3 separate regions of the Sus scrofa genome follow, and all the other regions are linked to region 3. The links are chromatin contacts, called in public Hi-C and HiChIP or PLAC-seq maps. All regions are on one chromosome and are shown on one strand. The core of a region is the stretch at or near the end of the contact, and the rest is flanking DNA. Distances in the headings are between cores, read along the strand shown. Region 1 holds the start of CYFIP2 (cytoplasmic FMR1-interacting protein 2). Region 2 overlaps CYFIP2 (cytoplasmic FMR1-interacting protein 2). Region 3 holds the start of THG1L (probable tRNA(His) guanylyltransferase).

Region 1 (3,726 bases), core at 936-3,435, 390 kb after region 3:
ATGCCCCCAGCCAGAGGCTCAGCCTGCAGAACTAGCCAGGGGAACTGGCTTTGAGAGCAACAACACACTCTTCTTGTGGCCTAGTAGCTGCTCTGGCAGATGGCAGCCAGTGTCAACAAGTAACTCTCTATAGGTTTCACCTCTTCCAAATAGACACTGAGTGCTCAACAATGCCTTCTAGTGACAGTAACCCCTGACCAGTTACACACACACACACAGACACACACACTACTCCTATGGTATTTCTGCCCTTAAGGCCAAAGCTGCCCTTGCAGCAAGCAAACAGCACTGACAGCTGCTAAAAGCTGTCATTTCAGTGAGCTGTTCCCCAAAATTGCGACCCAGTTCCCCACTCCCACTTCCAGCCCACTGCCTGAAATTCCACCGTTAGAGATATGAAATATTATTTACTAAAAGCTTTGTTTCCCATTAAAATGCCTCTAAGCCTCTGTTTCCTTTCTGGTCAAATGACTTCTAAAGCACCTGCTCTGCGTCTAATGGGAAATTTGTTTGTATTTGGCTCTTTGAGGATAAATGCCTTCACTGGCTCCTTTCTTGAAAACAATTTCTGGCACAGGAGAATAGGGTGGGGGTGGGGGTGGGGGTGGAGCACAGGGCACTGTGTGGAAGCAGAGGTGAGCGGTCTCAGGAGGGATCGCAGAGAAGCTCTGATGGAGAAAACAACTTTCAAGGCCTTCACCACCCTGTCCAGGGATATGGACCTAGATTTTTGCCCTCCAGCAGCTATAATCTTCACAGCTGCCAGCATGGCTTGCAACAGCGCCTGTGCCCAAGAGTAAGGTAAGATCGACGGCCTCCCCACACCCCTCCTTTTCCCCCCTACCCACCCCCGTGCGCAAAAGTGACAGAGTCAGGAGGTGGGAAGGGAGAGGTGGGAACCAGCACTCTCCTGATTGCCCCTCATGCCTGCAGGGCTACCCCAGCCTTTCTGACCATGCCTCGAAGGCACAAGTGCCCAGAAGCCCACAGGAAAATAACCTTGTCCCTTTCTGGGCCCCGCTGTAAGGGGAGCTGAAGGCCCATCCATCAGTCCTTGGTGAGTCGCACTGCTATGGTGGGGAAACTAGACAGGCAGAGGTCAAAGTCAGATTCCCTGGGCTGAGCAGGGTACCTGGGCAGTCTCGGTGTCCTTCTCTGTCAGGTTTTCCAGACAGAACCTACTCCAGACCATGCTTCCCGCCCCCACCCCCACTGCCACACGGAGAACTGCCCTTGTATACCTTTTCAGATGATGCATACCCCTGGAGGGAGGCGGCTGTCCTGCAACGCAGAAGCCACTACAGAGCTAAATAAAACCCAACCTTTCCCCCAGGAATCAGACCACTCTTTCCCTTCCCCCCACCTCCTCCCCGCCCCCAGCCAGCCAGAGGGAGAGGATGCTAGGCCAGAAGGCTTCAAAGCGGGTCAGGCCTGCCTCCTCGCTCATTAAAGCCCCCCACCCCGAAACAACGCTGCGGAGACCCCTGCTCCACCCATCTCACGTTCACTACAGGGCGCGCTGCGTCCAAGGCGGCTGCCAGGCGGGCCCAGGCGGCTCTAGCTGGCCCTGGGGGAGGTGATGGTAGCTACAGCGGCAGAGGCGGCAGCAGAGGCGGTGGCCGGCGCTCTGCGGTACCTGGGCGCCGGGAGGTCGCCACCGCCGGCCTCGCGGCCGCTGCAGGTGCTTCAGATGCTCGACAGGAGCGCCGCTTCCTCCCAGGCGGGTGGCTTCGGCCCAGGCCGCGCACCTGCTGCTGCTGCCACCGCCACCGCGCCTCAGCTTCTCCATGCGTCGGTGCCTCCCCGAAGGCGGTCCGCGCCTCAGGCACTAGGGTGGGCCAAAGGGGGCAGCGGGCTGTGCTGGGCCCGAGGCCCGGCCTCTGGGAGCTTCTTGGGGCCCCCAGGCCGGGCTAGCCCGGCCGCCGCGCCGAGCACCCCCACGGCGCTGGGAGAAGGGGTGCGAGCCCCTCGCGCATCTCTACGGCTGCGTCGACATCCCCAGCAGCATCCCGGTCTCCACGCCGGCCCCGAGGCCTGCGAGCGCCGCTTACCTGGGTCTGCAGCAGGTCTAGGGGAGCTGCCCGAGGATACGGCGGGGGCCCCGCGCCGGGGCGCAGGATGCTCTGCCTGGCCCGGCTCGGCGGCCGCCGCGCTTGGGCCCGCCCTCGGCCCCGCCCCTCCATCCGCTGCGGCTCCTCCTCCGTTCCCCGCACCCCGCCCCTTCGCCGCCGCGCCTGTCACACAAAGAGCAGGAAATGGCTGCGGCCAGGGGCTCTGGGTGCGTCCCTCAGCGCGGCTGGCGCATCCCAGACCTGCACCCGGACCTCTCGCCCCAGGAGAGCCAGCTACATCGCTTAGGGAGGATTTTCCCGGGCCCCTCAGACCCAGGAACCACACCTGCAGCTTGTGGGAGGACTGATCCTTTGGGCTCCATTAGGATCTCATTGATCTCACATGATTTCCAAATGCATATTTTTCGAGCACTTCTTTCGTTCCAAGCACCGTGCCAGGAGCTGAGTATGCACTGGGGTATGCAAAAGACAGAGTCTCTGCCCTTCTGGAGCTTATCATCTATCAGGAGATACATGGCATAAATTAACTTGGCAAATGTCCAGTTTCAGCTAAAAGACCGTTTTGTGGAAAAAAAAAAAAAAAGAAAAAAAGAAACAGGGTGAAATGGTAGAAAATAAACCTGAGAGTTGGGGAGAGGGCTTCTGCCAATGGAGTCTGATCCCAAATGCTGCTCCTCTGTTCAAGAATACCTACTGGTTCTCTCTTTCACTTCCTTGGTGTGGAATCCCTGAAGCTGCCATCTCTTAAGCAGAGGCCTGCCTCAACTTCATTCAGGAAGAATTAATTGCCTAATGGACAAAAAGGCAAATCCATGATGACGGAAATTAGAGAAGGAATTGAGAGGACAGGCACTTTTCTCTTCAAGACTTATTTGCCATTTAGGGCCCTCCAAAGAAATGGTTCACATTGAAATGCATCCTGGCGGGGCCTCAAACCAGGTGGAAGTCAGACAACACCTAATTCCAACCTTGGGACCCCTGAGCAAGTCACTTCACCACTCTGTTCCTGAGATGCCACCACATCTAAAATGTGGGGAATAATCGTTGCCTTTCCTACTTCACAAGGTAAATGATTTGAAATCATTTGAGATGTTTTAAAGTTAGGGGGTAAAGTCTTGCTACAAGGGAACTTTCCTGAAATATATCTGAGGGGCTTGCAAATGTAAAGTTCATCACTCAGCTCTTCCTATCAAGGGTTATTTATAGAGGAGCCACATTACTCAACACTCAGCAAAGGACTTGTATAAGTCTTTGTCCTCGCTGATCTCACATCCTTTCCCGAGTGCTCAGGATTCATGATCCTTTGTGGTTTGATGTTACATCACTCATTCTAATTTAAATCTCTATTTCAGAAAGGATGACTTATGTATACATATACATTTCTGTCCCTGATGCCATGTGAGAAAGCTGTGGGGGTGTTTGTGGAGGATGGCTTTAAAAAGAGAACTGAGGTTTCCTTTTTTGTGTGTGTCTTTTTAGGGCCCCACCCATGACATGTGAAAGTTCCCAAGCTAGGGGTCAAATCAGAGATGTAGCTGCAGGTCTATGCTACAGCCACAGCAACTCCATATCCAAGCTGCATCTGCAACCTACACCACAGCTCATGGCAATGCTGGATCCTTAACACACTGAGTAAGGCCAGGGATCAAACCCA
Region 2 (3,732 bases), core at 27-2,526, 350 kb after region 3:
GCCCCTCAAAACCAGAGGAGTTTTAGGGCCAGGTAACTATTCTGCATGATACCATCATGGTGGACATGTGCCATTACACGTTTGTCAAAAACCACGGCACACACAGTGCCAAGCGTTATCCCTACTGCAAACTATGGACTTCAGGTGGTAACGATGTGCCAACGCAGGCTCATGATGATAACAAACACGTCCCTCTGTCGGGGAGTTCTGATCATGGGGGAGGTGGTGTATGACTGGGAATGGGGGGCACATGGGAATTCGCTGTTCATTCTGCTCAATTTTGCTGTGAACCTAAAGTGGCTCTAAAAATACTCCATTAAACAAAGCAGAACCAGTATCTCAAGCCATATAAAACCTGGCTGAGGTCAGTACTGCTATCATTCCCATTTCACAGATGGAGAAACTGAAGCTTTGACGCTGAAGTGATTTTTTTTTTTTCCTTCACCAAGTCAGATCAGCTAGATGCTAAGGAGCCAGGATTATAACCCAGGGCTTTGACTCACCTATGTCATCTCATGAATTCTCAAGGGAACCCCACAAAGTAGATACTCTTAGCATTTCTATTTCTGGGGGCTGGGGAACTCAGTTTCAGAGAAGTTCTGTGACCTTCGGAAAGTCATCCAGCTATGAAGCGGCAGAGCGAGACTAAAACCCAGGCCTTCATGAGGTGAGGCTGTGGTCGTCCACTCCACCCCCATCTCATTCGTGCGGACTTAAGGCAGATTCTGCCGATTCTCCCGAGATAAGCCTTTCTCTCCTTTCAGGTAGCTCCAGAGAAAAGGGAACGTTCCAGCCCTGAAAAGATGCCAAGCGAAGCCACAGGACGCCTTCTGGTGACTAATTTCCCCCTTAACCTCCCATAGTTGGTGGGACCCAGGCCCGGCCACACCTTCAACAGGTTCCACTTCTAACGTAAGCCTGGTTTTCCCGTGTCCTGACCTCAGAGGTTCCAATCCAGGCCTGAAGTGCCTGATGCTAGAATAAACTGACAGCACGGCATTCAATTCCAGGGGAGGAAATCCCTTTGTGAAAACCTCAAAGGCAAACCGCGAGGTCTCATGGTCAAAGATTTGGGGCCAGAAGATCAAATCTCTGAGGCACAGGAATGGTCTGAGTGCAGGCGGGATGCCGCTGAGGCATTCTGCCCAGAGGCAGGAGCCAGTGAGGTGGCCTCTTAGTGGGCCAGGAGAGGCTGTGAGCTTGCAAACGTGAGGCAATTTAAAATCCAGTCATCAGTCCTGCTGCTTCTGTGAGCTCTGATTTGTACTGAAAATGAAAGCAGGCAGGGCCTTCTGGGCGGCACCTCTTTCTTGAGATGGCGAGGGATATCAGGAAAGGGAAAAAGCAGAATGTGGAAAGAATTGTAAGGCCTCCCAGCCGAATCCCAGCTGAATCTGAGACAGGCGTATGCCTGCCTCTCAGGGGCTTTAGACAATGTGGATTCCTCTACTCAGGGCAGCTGAGGTCCTGTCATTCTCTTCTTCTCCTCCTGGGGTCTTCCCAGCTACAGTTCACTCATCAGGCCCCACTGCTTGCCAGTTAATTTCATTCCTTTCCCCAAGAGACCACCCCTTGGCCCCCTACCCAGCCCCCTGCCCAGCCCCTGCTCCAGCCCCAGCGCTGACCTTAAAGAACTTATCAATTTTGCTGAGGTTGATTCTCTTCTTGGCATCCAGTTTGTAAATGTTACTGACATTTCCATCCATCAGGTAGAGGCCAAAACCCATTACCTAGAGTGAGAAGAGGCAGGACCAGAAGCCAGTCATAGCCATTGGAAATGTTTCAAAAAGCCAAAAAAAGCAGATCTAGGCATGTGTACACACACACACACCTGTCTCCACCCCCCCACCCCCCGCCTCCATGGTTGACATTCTATTATGCAAACCCAAGTGTCTTCAAAAAAAAAAAAGGATACTTAGGTCTAATTTAAACCAGAAACTTGATTTCTGTGAAGAAATGCTGAGGACTCTTTAATATATTATTATGGCAGGCACTTTTTGAGTCCTTCCCGTGGCCTAGGGTCTGTGCTTAGGGATTGAACAGGCCTAATTCTTATTTCTCACAACAATCTCATGAGTCAATTGTACACAATAACCTTATTCTACAGATGAGGGACTGGAGACCCAGAGAGGTTAGCCAAATTGCCAAGGTCACACAGCAAGCTGCAGAGATAGGATCTGAACAGGGACGTGATGACAATATTTATGCACTTAGATCCTTCTGGAGAGGAAGGACTGAGTGGTGCTGGTGTTGCTTTCCTGGGCCCTCACCCATCACAGGCCCTGAAGAATACTCACTAGGTGGTAAATGAGCATGAAACTACTCATCCTTTCCCCCAGAGAAACTACAACAAAGATTCCTAAGGCGTCTCGCTGGTGACTTCATTAACAAAAGGAACACATTTCATCCAACAATGCCCTATAAATAGGCTGATTCTTAATAGTCTAGCCTATATAATAGCTTCCTGAAAGCTGGCTTATTTTGCTCCTTTTGTCAAATGTACAGCATGCCCGAGGGGGTCTGAACAGACAGGATGAAAGCAGCTTCCCTCCGCTCCCAGTTGCTATGTGACCAGGGATAAGGCATGTCTGGCACCTAAGAGAGTGGACCATAGGTACTTGCATTGCATGGCTGTGCAGGGTGTGCCCCAGACTTTTCCATTTAAGGTGAAGGGCGCCCCCTGGTGGCCGCTGAGTTCACTGCCTAGAGACTGCAACCGCAAAATGGTGCAGGAGACCAGGTTGAGGAGGCAGAGCATTGAGAGGGAAGAAGGTTGGGAAGCAAAGACATGGGAGGATTAAAAGCATGCAGGAGAAAAGAAGGGCGTTAGAGTTTTATGGCAGCATCTAAGAATGCTTGGTGGGCTGGCATGCAGCAAGCTAGTTTGTGGAAGCAGCAATTCTAGGCAGAGTTATGGTAATTGCCCAAGCAAAGCACCAGAGGTGACAGAGGCCCCTGGGTGACTTCTCTGGATTTCTGGTTGTGCAGAGGGAGCCAGAGTGAACAAGTCACCACGCCACTCTGTCCTGAAAGCTTCTTCAAGATATGATGGAAACGTAAAGAAGGGAACACCAACAGGACCGGGATTCTTGGAATTGCAAGAGGCGACATAGAAGAGGGGAAAAAGTCAAATCACCAGGGGAACTTTGAAAGGCGAGGTTCTGGGGAAGAGAGGATCAAAAGGGGCTATGCAGTGTGTCTAAAGAACATGGAGAAGCTATTCATTTCAGTGTTACTGCTGTTAGAGAGCAATTAGAAATAACCTAGGCAGCTAATGATAGAATAATGGCAAAAGAAATGAAAGCTCATCCATAGGACGTTATTTAAGGGTTACATAATAGTCCAAATGCATTTAATGAAATGGGATACAATTACAGACATAACATATATATATATATATATATGGCATATGTTGAAAATACATCAGCACAGAAAACAGAAAAGGACAAACATCAAAATGCTAAAAGTGTCACCTCTGGATGGAAACACTATGAGAGGTTCAGTTTTTTTGTGCTTTCCTATGTGGTCCAGATTTTCTACAATAATAAATATGACTTGGAAATCTGAAAATGAAACTTGTAAACTGACAAAACAAATGTGATCATTTTCACAAAATATAGCAGAAGCTTGAAGACTCTGCCTTCCCTTTGAGGTGGCAATTTTTCCTGCAGGATGTCTGACTTCACAAGAGTGTGGACACACACAAAGGTTGCTCTGTGAGAGTACCCATGC
Region 3 (3,638 bases), core at 1,031-3,530:
GTTAGTTTTGTTTCACTTACAGTCTGCTTGCCGCCAGCTCAGGTAGTCCTTTAAGGTCTGGTTGCTAGGATACACCACGACTCTTCCATCAAAGCCTGGGGGATACAGAAGAGGCTGGTCTTCAAAGTAACTCCGCCAATAAAACACAAAGCTGGAGGCGAACTGGGAGACCACATGAGTCATGAACTTACTTGCAAAAGGCACATTGGGTGGAACAAGAAAAGAGAAAATACATGACATTAATTCAACACCATTACAGGGTCTGTGGGTGTAACAGAGAGATAACACAAACTGACCAACAAGCTGAGAGATAAGATAGGTTGGGCCATGAAAAACTATTTTATCATTTATATATCTGAAATGCAGGGATGGGAGTGGGGTGGACTGGGAGTTTGGGGTTAGTAGATGTAAACTATTACATTTAGAATGGATAAGCAATGAGGTCCTACTGTACAGCATAGGGAACTATATCCAATCTCTTGAAATAGAACACGATGAAAGATAATATGAGAAAAAGAATATACGTATGACTGGCTCACTTTGTTCTACAGCAGAAATTGGCACAGCACTGTAAATCAACTATACTTTAATAAAAAAATTTAAAAAGAGAGAATGATTTAAAAAAATGCAGCCTGCCTCTCCTTCTAGTCCTATAAGTAACTTACTAATACCAAATTTTTCTCCATAGGCAATAATGTTAATTTATGGTTCAAGAGGATTTTTTTAAGTCTTAGAAGGAAGGGGATCATTGTTTTAAAAACCTACCAATTCATTATATGATCTATTTCCTGTGAGAGTTTCAACATACTGCCAAATCAAATATCAGACTTGTCTGTTTTCTACTCCATAATTAAAAGTTTAGTCTGTTTCTGGTCTTAATGTTCAATGCCAGATCAGTCTAGAAGCTAAGGTGATGGGGAACGGAGAGAAAAGAATCAGATACAGAGGTATACAGATGTCCAGCTATAGGTGAAGTACAACAGTCTAAGCTGCCATCTCTAAGTCTGTGATTATAATAAACAGAAACCAGTGCTGGGAGGAAATATTCTGAAGGAGCTAGGCCACAGAATTACCTGGCTCTTCTTTTAAACCAATTGCTCTTCCGCTTGAACACAAAGCTGTACTCATCACTCTGTCCATATGCAATCACAATATCCTCTAGTTCTTCCATTACTGTCTGGGCACATTTGGTCATTAAGTGGAGAGCACGGCTGTCGTTAGGTTTTGCAAAGTGGTGCTTCTCTGCAAACCTTCATAGGGTAGAGAGAACAGGGAAAAGGGTATGGGTCGAAGAGAGCTTGTCATTAACACCACGTATCAAAAAGGCCGTTCAAAGAGGAAGATACTGTACTAGTGCGGTAAAACCAAACATTTCACTAGCCACACACTGATCCATTTCGTTAAGAACTCTAGTTTTTTCTTACTCTGACCAACTGAGAAAAAAGGATATAAATACTAAGCCTCTCTTTCCTTTTCTGTGAAATGGGGATAAAGTTACTTCATAGACTTGTCCTTAAGATTAGACGGAGATTAATATAACTATGCCTGGGTCCTTGGAAGTACTCAATAAATCTTAAAGGAGCACTTCTTAAGACTTACATTCCCACCTGTTACACTTCTTTTTTCCTGAGAAAGTTCCATTTTGAGGCCAGTCCATGACTTTTAATGAAATAAGAACATACAGTGTTGCCCACAGCAAAGCCTCAACAGGCCGCTGAAGAGTCAGGCCGCAGATACCTAGCCAACAAGATAGCTCGGCAAAGGCTGAAGAGCTGAAATAATGCACCCGAGGGTGCCTCTTCCCACTAGGGCCGTGCTAACGGTTACGCCAGCCCAGCTCCTCACAAGTGGAGTACCCTGTCTCATTTAACTACAACGATCCCCTCACGTTCAAGCAAATTGCAACAGGCACGTAGGTTGATGCTCAATGCCATGCGCTCATTGGCTGCTGCGTTACTCTGGTAACCATGAGCTGGGGCTGAGACAGAGGTGTTGGACTCCCCGGAAGCGCTGGCGAACCATGCAGCTCCGAGCCGAACTCGCTTACCGATGGAAATTCCTGCCGTCCAGCCGCACCACCACCCAGCAGTGGGCCAGGCATGTGTCGTCAGCCTCGAAATCTCGCACATACTCGAACTTGCTCTTTGCCATGATCGCCCCCAATTTCAAGTACCGTCTCAGAGTGACGGAAGCGGCAGCCAAGCAATCGCCAACCTTAACGTTGCTAGCTGCCCACATTTCCCCACGGAAGGGAAAGGATCCGAGAGCCCCGCCCCGGAAGTTCCTGTGACTTTTCGTGGCCGCTCTAGCTACAGTGGAGGCCAGCCCTCCTCTCGCCTCTCCTTGTAGTTCTTAACCGATTTCCTGGCTGGGAAGGAGGATTCTTTTCTTCCCTTTAGTACTACGCGCGTGGTTGCTCACCTATCTCTTCCCGGTCCTGCAACAAATCATTCTCATAAAGTGTTAAAAAATTCATTTCTAGCCAAGTCTGAAGGTTTAGTTGTGATTTTTTTCTTTCTAAATGTCATTTATTAATTTGTTGTAGAAAATGTGGAATATATCAAAAAACACAGTTACGAAAATCAACACCATGTGTCCCCTCTCCCTGTTAAAGCATTGTGGATGGGTCCTTCCAGTCCTTTTTTTGTATATGTGTTTTCACACAGGGAACATACAAAATTGGAATCAGAAGCCTACACAATTTTTATATTTATTCTATTCACCTTGAGCATTTTCCAACGTCATTAAATATTCCAAAGTATGGCTTAAAAAAAAAAAAAAAAAAAAAAAAACCAAAACAAAACGTCTCAATTCCGACATAGGTAGTCCCAAATTAACTCATTCAACTTTTTCACAAAGACCCGATGTTTGATTTCTTGTTGCTGGTAAATACTAGTGACAATAAGACTTTAACATTTGTACTTTTTGAAAACATTACCTACTTACATTTTTTTTTTTTTTTTTGCCTCAGGAAAATATCATTCAAATAATGTAAAAGGATATATGTTGAAAAGTAAATCTCTCACTGACTCCTAATTAAGCAATTACTGTCACTAGTTTCTCATCTTATACATTCATCCAGAAAGAAATATAGAGATAGAGATGTATTTTGTTTCAGGGCAAATTATGCTTAGAGACTGAGACTGTCTTTGCCAGTATTTTATTTACTACAAGTTTACTGTGGGAATTATATTTCTACAAGCCAATAGCAAACAGGACATGCCTCTTAATAACCTACAAAGAAATAACATACTCCAAATTATAGATTGATTACACCACTGTTCCAGGCAAGGGGAGATAAGAGAAATAAAGTCCAAATTCAGTTGAAATATATCTTTCCTATGAAATTCTTTCTCAGGAGAGTAGACCTAGCCAACCATGGGCTCATGTGTGGCTCCCAGCTAAATGAAAGTGACAAGTCCCCTCTTACTGGAGCATGTTACTAGGGAATGAGGCCCAGAATTGAGGGGCAAGATGATCTTTGCAGTATCCCTGCACAGCTTATGCCACTGCCTATAAAAGGATCACCTTTATCCAAGCAGGAGCTAATGCCCCAAGGGTCTTCAGAGAGCTGTTTAGGTCAACAAAGAGACAACTTGCCCAGACCAAAACCGTCCTATAGTCCTCAAAAACTCTGG

Evidence for each region. A called contact is a pair of places that touch in the nucleus more often than the background predicts. HiChIP or PLAC-seq counts read pairs in DNA pulled down with a chosen protein or histone mark.
Region 1: an H3K27ac HiChIP or PLAC-seq map of alveolar macrophages shows a contact between it and region 3. The contact joins the promoter of CYFIP2 here to the promoter of THG1L in region 3. A contact is called at or near these places in 2 of 5 promoter capture datasets (fetal liver and liver), 1 of 47 Hi-C or Micro-C datasets (embryonic fibroblasts) and 1 of 2 datasets of contacts at active chromatin or transcription factors (alveolar macrophages).
Region 2: a Hi-C map of omental adipose tissue shows a contact between it and region 3, with 2.1 times the contacts expected there. The contact joins the enhancer-like site here to the promoter of THG1L in region 3. A contact is called at or near these places in 1 of 5 promoter capture datasets (liver), 20 of 47 Hi-C or Micro-C datasets (alveolar macrophages, embryonic fibroblasts, epiblast stem cells and 10 more) and 2 of 2 datasets of contacts at active chromatin or transcription factors (alveolar macrophages and skeletal muscle).

What each region holds. Positions count from the first base shown.
Region 1 is chr16:65,999,387-66,003,112 of Sscrofa11.1, forward strand. It overlaps CYFIP2 (cytoplasmic FMR1-interacting protein 2), which reads right to left and starts at 2,186. Exons shown (of 31, transcript XM_021076694.1): 1 at 2,052-2,186.
Region 2 is chr16:65,958,960-65,962,691 of Sscrofa11.1, forward strand. It overlaps CYFIP2 (cytoplasmic FMR1-interacting protein 2), which reads right to left. Exons shown (of 31, transcript XM_021076694.1): 9 at 1,626-1,730. Among named protein-coding and RNA genes, the nearest start is that of CYFIP2, 41 kb to the right of the region's middle. Within about 2 kb of position 1,277, at least 3 of the 83 cell types and tissues checked have an H3K27ac peak or open chromatin away from gene starts, as enhancers often do. A contact at or near this core is called in omental adipose tissue, where this site is marked.
Region 3 is chr16:65,608,339-65,611,976 of Sscrofa11.1, forward strand. THG1L (probable tRNA(His) guanylyltransferase) reads right to left here and starts at 2,281. Exons shown (of 6, transcript XM_003134104.4): 1 at 2,048-2,281; 2 at 1,074-1,250; 3 at 21-190. The coding sequence starts at 2,238.